2 separate regions of the Sus scrofa genome follow, and region 1 is linked to region 2. The links are chromatin contacts, called in public HiChIP or PLAC-seq maps. All regions are on one chromosome and are shown on one strand. Each heading gives the region's core, a stretch centred on a gene start, on an enhancer-like site or on the middle of the called end of the contact. The rest is flanking DNA. Distances are from core to core; before and after follow the strand shown. Region 1 holds the start of MRPL58 (mitochondrial ribosomal protein L58). Region 2 holds the start of LLGL2 (lethal(2) giant larvae protein homolog 2).

Region 1 (3,795 bases), core at 200-2,699, 420 kb after region 2:
CATCACATTCCGAGGAAAGCGAAAAAGGCCTGTAAGCCCTATAAACAGGCCTCCTCCCCGCCCTCTTCTCTTTCGCTTCATCTCCTCCGACTGCCCTGCTCAGCTGCATTGGCCTGACTGCTGTTCCTTGAACCAGTGGAACATGCTACTGCAAAGGGGTGGTGGCACCTGCTGTTCCCTCCACAGAATGCTCCTCTTCTCACTCTTCTCATAGCTTGCAGCCTTGCTTCTTCCAGGTTCTTACGCAAATGTCACCTTCACAGACCATCCTACTTAAAACTGCAACACTGCATACCCCTACCTCCTTCTTCCTTCCAGGCTTTATGTTCTCTAAAGTACTTATCACCATCTCACATACTTCGTATTACTGACTCTATTTGTGGCCTGTCTCCCTCCATTAAGCAGATAAGTCAACTAGCACTGCACTAGTATTTTTTTTTCTTTTTTGGGGGCCAAGACCATAGCTTGTGGAGGTTCCTGGACCACGAACTGAACCTGCACCACAGCAGTGACCAAGCCACTGCAGTGACAACGTGGAATCCTTAACCTGCTGCATCAACAAGACAACTCCTGCATTAGAATTTTTGTGTTTTGTTCTACCCCATGCCTAGCACGGAGTACACAACATGCTTTCAACAGACGTTTGTTGAATGAGTGAATGAACAAAGGAATGAATGAACTGCTCTCTTTCAGTCCTGTGGGTGAAAACTCGGTAGAATGAGTGGGTCCCATCTCTCCTGCTCTGGGCCCTGCTGCAGCACCTGCATACAGCAGGCTGTCAATAAAGGCATCCTGAGGAAACCAACTTGAAGCTCTGTTTTCTCAGGCGTGCTGGGGTTCCTAGAGGCTAAGGACAGTATAATTTGCCAGAAGGTTCCAAAAGAGAGCAACTTGGCAGCTTCCTGCCTTAATTGTCCACTGTGGAGGTCAATTTTGCCTTGAGACAAGAATTTGCGCCTGAGGGACGGGGAATGAAACCAGAAAAGCTAAAGTCTCATAAGAAGCACACCCCGTGCACTCTCCCCGGGCCGGCACACCTCGAGCAACGCGCGACGCCGCCACCCGCCCAAGCCAGCCCAGTTCCCGGTTGCTAGGGCAACCAGCCTCCTCCCGCCGCGACCGCCACATTTGCGTGCATCAGCCCCTAGGATTAGCTGCACGCCGGGCCAATCCGGCCCCGGCTTCCTGCCTTCACCAGCGGAGTCGAGGAAACACCCCTTCCGCCCTGCCCTCCCGGCTCACCGGGAGCCTCCAGGCGGTGTCCGAGCCCCGCGACTCGGGGTAGAGCTTGTCCAGGCTGTAGATGCTCTGGAATTCGGTGCCCTCTACCTGTTTGTGCAGAGCGCGGCGGGGATAGCGCGTGGGCGACGGCAGCAGCCAGGCTCCGGCTCGGTTCAGGCCCCAGCGCAGGCACCGGGCGGCCGCCATGTTGGGATCTCTGGGCCGCTTCCGGTGGGCGCTTCCTTCCGCGGTCCGCGGGCTCGCGCTTTCCTCGGGACTTTGGTTCCGCGTGGCCTTGATCTTCTGCGGTCGGAAGAAGGCGAGCTCAGATCCATCCCGGCGTTGGTCTCACGCGGAGCATATTAGAGGCTTCCCATCGGCCGCCTCCGGGAGGCCTGGTTGGTGATCTGAGGGCACCTGCCGCGGTGGGAAAAACGTTGGCCAGACAGCGAGCTCTCAAGGGCGCCTCCTGGTGCAAAGAGCCCCCGGATGTCGTGTCCCCCAGAAACACCGCTTCTCTCCTTTTCAGTCTGTGCCCTCCTGGACCGCTCTTCCCCTCAAATCTCGCAGCATCGGCGGGGCCTGCCCTAGTTCATCTCCATCGCCTTTACTCTTTTCCACGTTTTTTGTTTTTTGTTTTCCTTTCACATCGCTCAAACTTTTCTATTGCCTGTTTCCCAGCAAGAATAACCACCAGGAGGGCACTGGCTCACCGCTGGATCCCCAGTATCCAGAACCTGGCATATCATAGGTGCTCAATAAATATTGATAAGAGGAAATGCGTTTTTGAAAGTTGAGTTCCGCTAGAGCTGAGTTTATGACTTCAGGCTCATTCACAAGGCAACCTATAAGCAAATCCCTGCTGAACACCTGTGTGAAGGCAAATACCCGATGGAAGGAGAGAGGTGGGCGGGTTGAAAAAGACGTATTTAAAAAAGTGAAGCCCCACCCCCGCTTTGTGGAGCATGATGCAGTTTCTCCTAGCCAGGAGAAAAGGGGAGAATGGGGAAGTAGGTAGAGATTCTTTTTACAGGGCTGTTAGGAAAACCAGGAGTTCTCTTGCGGCTCAGCGGGTTAAGGATCCTGTGTTGTCACTGCAGTGGCTGGGGTCACTGCTGTAGCATGCGTTTGATTCTTGGCTGGAAATTCCCCATGCCGCGGGTGTGGAAAAAAAAAAAAAAAAAAGAAAAGAAAAGAGAGGAAGAAATGAACTTCAAAACTGAGAGGTTCTAACTCTGAGAAAGGTTCAAAATAGAGCAATGTTTGGAAACAGTTAAGCGTTAGCTAAGTTGCTTTGCTGAGAGGCGGTTTGGCAAATAGAAACAGCTCAATGAACATTAGTGATTATTAGTAACACTGGTGGCTGTTTCTTAATGGCAGGTTCTATTTTTAGGAAAAGCATAATTACCTAGAAAAACATGCCCCTGGGAATGCTGGCTGTTTGAAATAGGAGATTGTCATCAAGTCCAGGCTTTACCGTCTTAGCCTCATTGATACAGGCAAATTCTGGAGGAGGGAAAAAATGCTTGTGGAGCTGGGGCTTTGTAAACCCAAACTAGGAAGGGAATGGCAATTGACATGCGCCTTTTGGTCTCTAGGCTGAAAGGGGAGTCTCCGGGGACCCTCCCTGCCCGACTTAGTCTCAAGACCTCAGAGGGAACAGAGGCGTCTCCATGGTGACTGGAAAAAGCTGCTCAGGGGAGCAAAGCCAGGGACTGGCCCAGGTCGACAGCTCAGGGATTATAAATAATAAAATGAGCACCATTTCATGGCATCTTTGCTCTGAGCCTGGGCTCCAGCTCTGCACCTGACCCAGAGTGGAAGGAAAAGGAAGCTGCAGGTTTCCATGGCCCCAAATAAATGCAGCCTGCTCGGGCCATCTGGTGGCCTGGATTCTGGGAGAGGAGGGGGGTAGAGAAGAGAATGGAACAAGCCACCCTGGGGTGGAAAGAAGAGCAGCTGGCAAGCTCCTTTCACCTGCTGCTGCTATGAACCATCCAGAACAGAGGCCCTTCTGGGAGAAACAGGCCTGAGGTGTGCCACCTGTTCCCTCAAAAAGGTGGAACCCAAGGCTGAGGCAAGCCTTCTCTTTCACCACACTGGGCCTCTATAGGCTGAAATGGTGCTTTAGGAAGGGGACATGCATAGGGGTGAGAAGACAGAGGGGAAGACAAGATAAAGCATCACTAAGCTGGAGTTCCTGTTGAGGCTCAGCGGGTTAAGAACCCGACATATTGGGAGTTCCCATTGTGGCGCTGTGGAAAACGAACCCAGCTAGTATCCATGAGGATGCAGGTTCAATCCCTGGCCTTGCTCATTGCCGTGAGCTGTGGTATAGGTGGAAGCTGCTGCTCGCAGCAGTGGCTGTGGCTGGCAGCTATAGCTCCAATTCGACCCCTAGCCCAGGAACTTCCATATGCTGCTAGTGCAGCTCTAAAAAACAAAACAAAACAAAAATTCCTGACATATTGTCCAAGAGGATAAGGGTTCGATCCCCTGACCTCACTCAGTGGGTTAGGGATCTGGCATTGCCACAAGCTGCAGCATAGGTCGAAGATGCAGCTTGGATCTGGC
Region 2 (3,635 bases), core at 662-3,161:
GCCACAGCAAGATCTGAGCCATGTCTGTGACCTACACCATAGCTGGTGGCAACGCCGGATTCTTTAACCCACTGAGCAGGGCCAGGGATTGAACCTGTGTCCTTGTGGATACTAGTTGGGTTGTTTCCACTGAGCCACAACGAGATCTCCAACACCAAACCTTAACCCACTGAGCGAGGGCAGGAATCAAACCGGCATTCTCACGGACAACATGTCGGGTTCCTAACCTGCTGAGCCACAACGGGAACTCTGCCCCCCCTTTTTAAACCAAGGGGGGGGGTCATGTGGGTCGAGGGCCCTTTTTTTTCTTTTAATACTATTGTGCATTAAAATGTTACTGCGTAGTAAGTTATTAAAATTATATTAAGCTGCTGCTAAAGGGGCTACTCCATTGTCTCAGGGAAGACTAGGGATGCAGGACGACCCCAGACCTTGGAGACATTGTCCAGCGGCCCCCACGAGATTGGCCCAGTCTAACTTCAGAGGGTGGGAGCGAGCACTGGTCAGAGCCCCCAGAGCTGGCTCTGAGTCCTGACTGCCGTAAGTCAGCACTGTGGGCAGATGGTTTAAGAAAACCCAAACTCGAATTCCCATGCAATAGAGAAGCGGGACCGTCTCTTCCAGGACCATTCCCATGCTTCAGTTCACAAAGACCCAGACAGTCTTCCTCAGATGCCACTCCTGACCTTGGCTTCCCCTGTGCTGGGCCAGCTCTTCGGCCCCGCTGCTCTGTTCCTCCCACCTGGGGTTTCCCGTCTCCCCGACACACTCATTCCCTCCCTCCTCCCCTCCCTGCTCAGAGCCCCCTCTGCAGCCTGACCGGACCTTGAGTTGTAAACTCTGCAGAAGATCCCCGGAGCCCAGGTTAAGTCGCCCTGCATCTGGCACAAGGATCCCCGCGGGAATGGCGCTGATCTATGCCCCGCCCACCTCTCTCAAAGCTCACCTGTCTCAGGTGAGAGCCTCAGGGGGCCGCACAACGGCTCTCTTGGTTACCGCAGGTTCTTCCCACAGCCAAAGCTCCGTGTGACTGTGAACCGTCCAGACCGAACAAACCAGAGCAAACTTTGCACGCTTTCTTTGGCAAGACAGAATTTTTCACTCCTCGCTAAGTCCCAACGTCCCACAGCGCAACCCCACCCCCATGGTCGTGGAAAAGAGACTGGGCCTCCGTCAAGTCCCCTAAAGGCATCCAAAGCCACCTGAGGTGGAGAAAGGCCCCAAGACCCAAGTCCCTCCCGCGGGCTTCCTGCGTCCAGGGATTAGGAGGCACAAAGGGCCGGCAGGGAGAGGGCCCAGATGGCAGGAGCAGGGGCTAAGCCGCCGACGTAAGGCGCTCCGGCCCCCGCTCGTGGAGAGAGGGCCACCGGAGACGCGTGTCGCTGGCCTCCGCGGCCAGGCGCCTTGCACGTTGGGCCGGAGACCGGGGGACTCCGTCTCCGCCCGCAGTGACCCTCGCACCCAGCCGGGCCGAGCACCTGTTTCCCTGCTCCCCAAAGCCAACGCTGTTGTGCAAACCCGAAACCCAAATTCCGTAATCGCGGGCAGATCAGTCACAGAAAAGTTCCCAGCGGCACTTCCTACAGGTGTCTTTCTCCTCGTCGAGCGGAACGACGGGATCCTGGGCGAGGCGAGCGGACTTGGGCGCAGCCCTCCCCACCCGGCACAGGGAAGCCAAGGGTCCTGGCCCTCCCCTGCCTCCTCGCCCAGAGTGGCGGGAGCCCCGAGGGGGCGGGCCCTGCTCATTAGGTCCCGGCTCGCACCTCACCTGGAACCCCAGGCCGGCTCCCGCCGGAGGCCTCCGCGTTCCTCAGCGCCCGCCGCCGGCTCTGTTCACCCTGCCGCCGGCCCACGGGCTGCTGGGCGGCCGTCTCCTTCCTGCTCACCTCCGGCGCGGCGAGCTGGGGGCGGAGCCGCCTCTATTTACATAAAGGGCGAGCCGGCCCGGCGGGCGGAACCCAGAGAGAGCGTCGGGCCCCAGCAGCCCGCCCCCCGAGCCTGGCCCCGCCTCCTGAAGCCCTGCGCCGTCGAGGCGGGGGCGCAAGGAGTGCGCCCTCGAGGGGCGGGGACCGCGCCCTGGCCAATCCGCGGCTCCCGGGAGCGCGGGGGCGGGGCTGCGACCCGTGTGAATATGCACGAGGCACTGCCGGCCCGCCCCTGACCTCACCTGCGCGCACCTGGCCGCAGGACGGCACGCCGCGCCCAGTGTCCCGCCGCCTCCCGGGGAGGAAAATAGTTCCCGGAACGCGAAGTGGCTCCGGGCCACCTTCCAGGCCCAACTCCATAAAGGGGGAGGTCCCTCCCACAACCCGGTCCGGAGCGGCCCCGAGGGAGGGGCATAGCCTGGCTGGCTCTTCCTGAAAGCGCCCAGCCCAATCAGAGGGTGACGTCTGACACAGGGCCAAGTTTCGGGACCCAAGAGCCAGGTGGCTTGGGGAGAGAGGCGTCGCCAAGAGGCGCCTCCTCTCTGGGTGGGCCCCAAGCCTGTACCCTCCTACAAGTCGTTGTCACCAGAGGCCCCGAGGGCCAGCAACTGTGACCGGAGTTTTTAGCATGACGAAGGCCGGGAGCAGAGGTCTGGGCGTGCATGGCGCGCTGCACCACACAGCTCCCAACGACTAGGGTTCGGGCCATTCCTCCACCCGGACCTCCGCTGCGTTTAGGGGAGGACCAATGGGTGCCAGCTTCCCTCCTTGGGCTACCCTTCTGAAAGCCAAGCTAACTACAGGTCTGGGACTTCCCTCAGATAGGCGAGGGGTCGCATTCCTGCCCTCTTAGCTCTTGCCCGCGAGAAAGCAGCGCTCTCTGTGGGTGGGCAAAGCAGGGGTGAGGGCCTGGGGGCCCCATCCTCGGACAGTGGGATGGTGGGGATAGGGAGGCCTCATCCAGTATACTCAGTCACAGCAGAAAAGGGGATTTTTTTTTTTTTTTTAATGGCTTTGGCTGTATCGCTTGAAGCAGGCACCCTCTCAATTAAAGGCACAGAGTCCTCTCTTCTGCCCCACCTGGCTGGGTCTCTGAAATCTAGTCCTGAGTTTGCAGGGGATCACTGCAAAGCAGCACTCTCAGACGTGGGGCTTGGAAGCGCTGCAGCAGCCAGGCAGGGGGCAAGGCTTTGCTCTCCTGCAAGCGCCAGACACCCGGGGCCAAGGCCCAGACTAGCCCCTGAAGCTACAGATCAGAGTCTGGGTGTAGGAGGCAACTGAGATGGTCCCTGAGAGTAGACAGTCCAGGTCCCCCAGAGCAGACCCCAGGCCCTGCCAGAGCTGCGTGGTCAGTGTTCCACATCCTTGGGCAGCGTGAAGTCCCTGACGCTGTAGAAGGAGATGTCTCCGTGATCCACCAGGGCAAAGATCAGAGGAACATCCCCGCTCTGGTAGGACAACCGCTTGAGGGTGCAGAGGTCTGGGACTGGCTCATCAAATCTGCAAGAATCAAGGTGAGACTGAGACCTGAACAGGGGCTGCCCATAAGATTTGAGAATCCAGCCCTCAGAGTTCCCATCGTGGCGCAGTGGTTAATGAATCTGACTAGGAATCATGAGGTTGCGGTTCGATCCCTGGCTTTGCTCAGTGGGTTAAGGATCCGGCGTTGCTGTGGCTCTGGTGTAGGCTGGCAGCTACAGCTCCGATTAG

The links. HiChIP or PLAC-seq counts read pairs in DNA pulled down with a chosen protein or histone mark.
Region 1: a contact with region 2 is called in an H3K27ac HiChIP or PLAC-seq map of alveolar macrophages. The contact joins the promoter of MRPL58 here to the promoter of LLGL2 in region 2. A contact is called at or near these places in 1 of 5 promoter capture datasets (liver) and 1 of 2 datasets of contacts at active chromatin or transcription factors (alveolar macrophages).

The regions. Positions count from the first base shown.
Region 1 is chr12:6,264,416-6,268,210 of Sscrofa11.1, forward strand. MRPL58 (mitochondrial ribosomal protein L58) reads right to left here and starts at 1,450. Exons shown (of 6, transcript NM_001244295.1): 1 at 1,243-1,450. The coding sequence starts at 1,428.
Region 2 is chr12:5,844,254-5,847,888 of Sscrofa11.1, forward strand. LLGL2 (lethal(2) giant larvae protein homolog 2) reads right to left here and starts at 1,912. Exons shown (of 25, transcript XR_002336991.1): 1 at 1,769-1,912. TSEN54 (tRNA-splicing endonuclease subunit Sen54) reads right to left here. Exons shown (of 12, transcript XM_021066651.1): 12 at 2,917-3,425. The coding sequence ends at 3,275.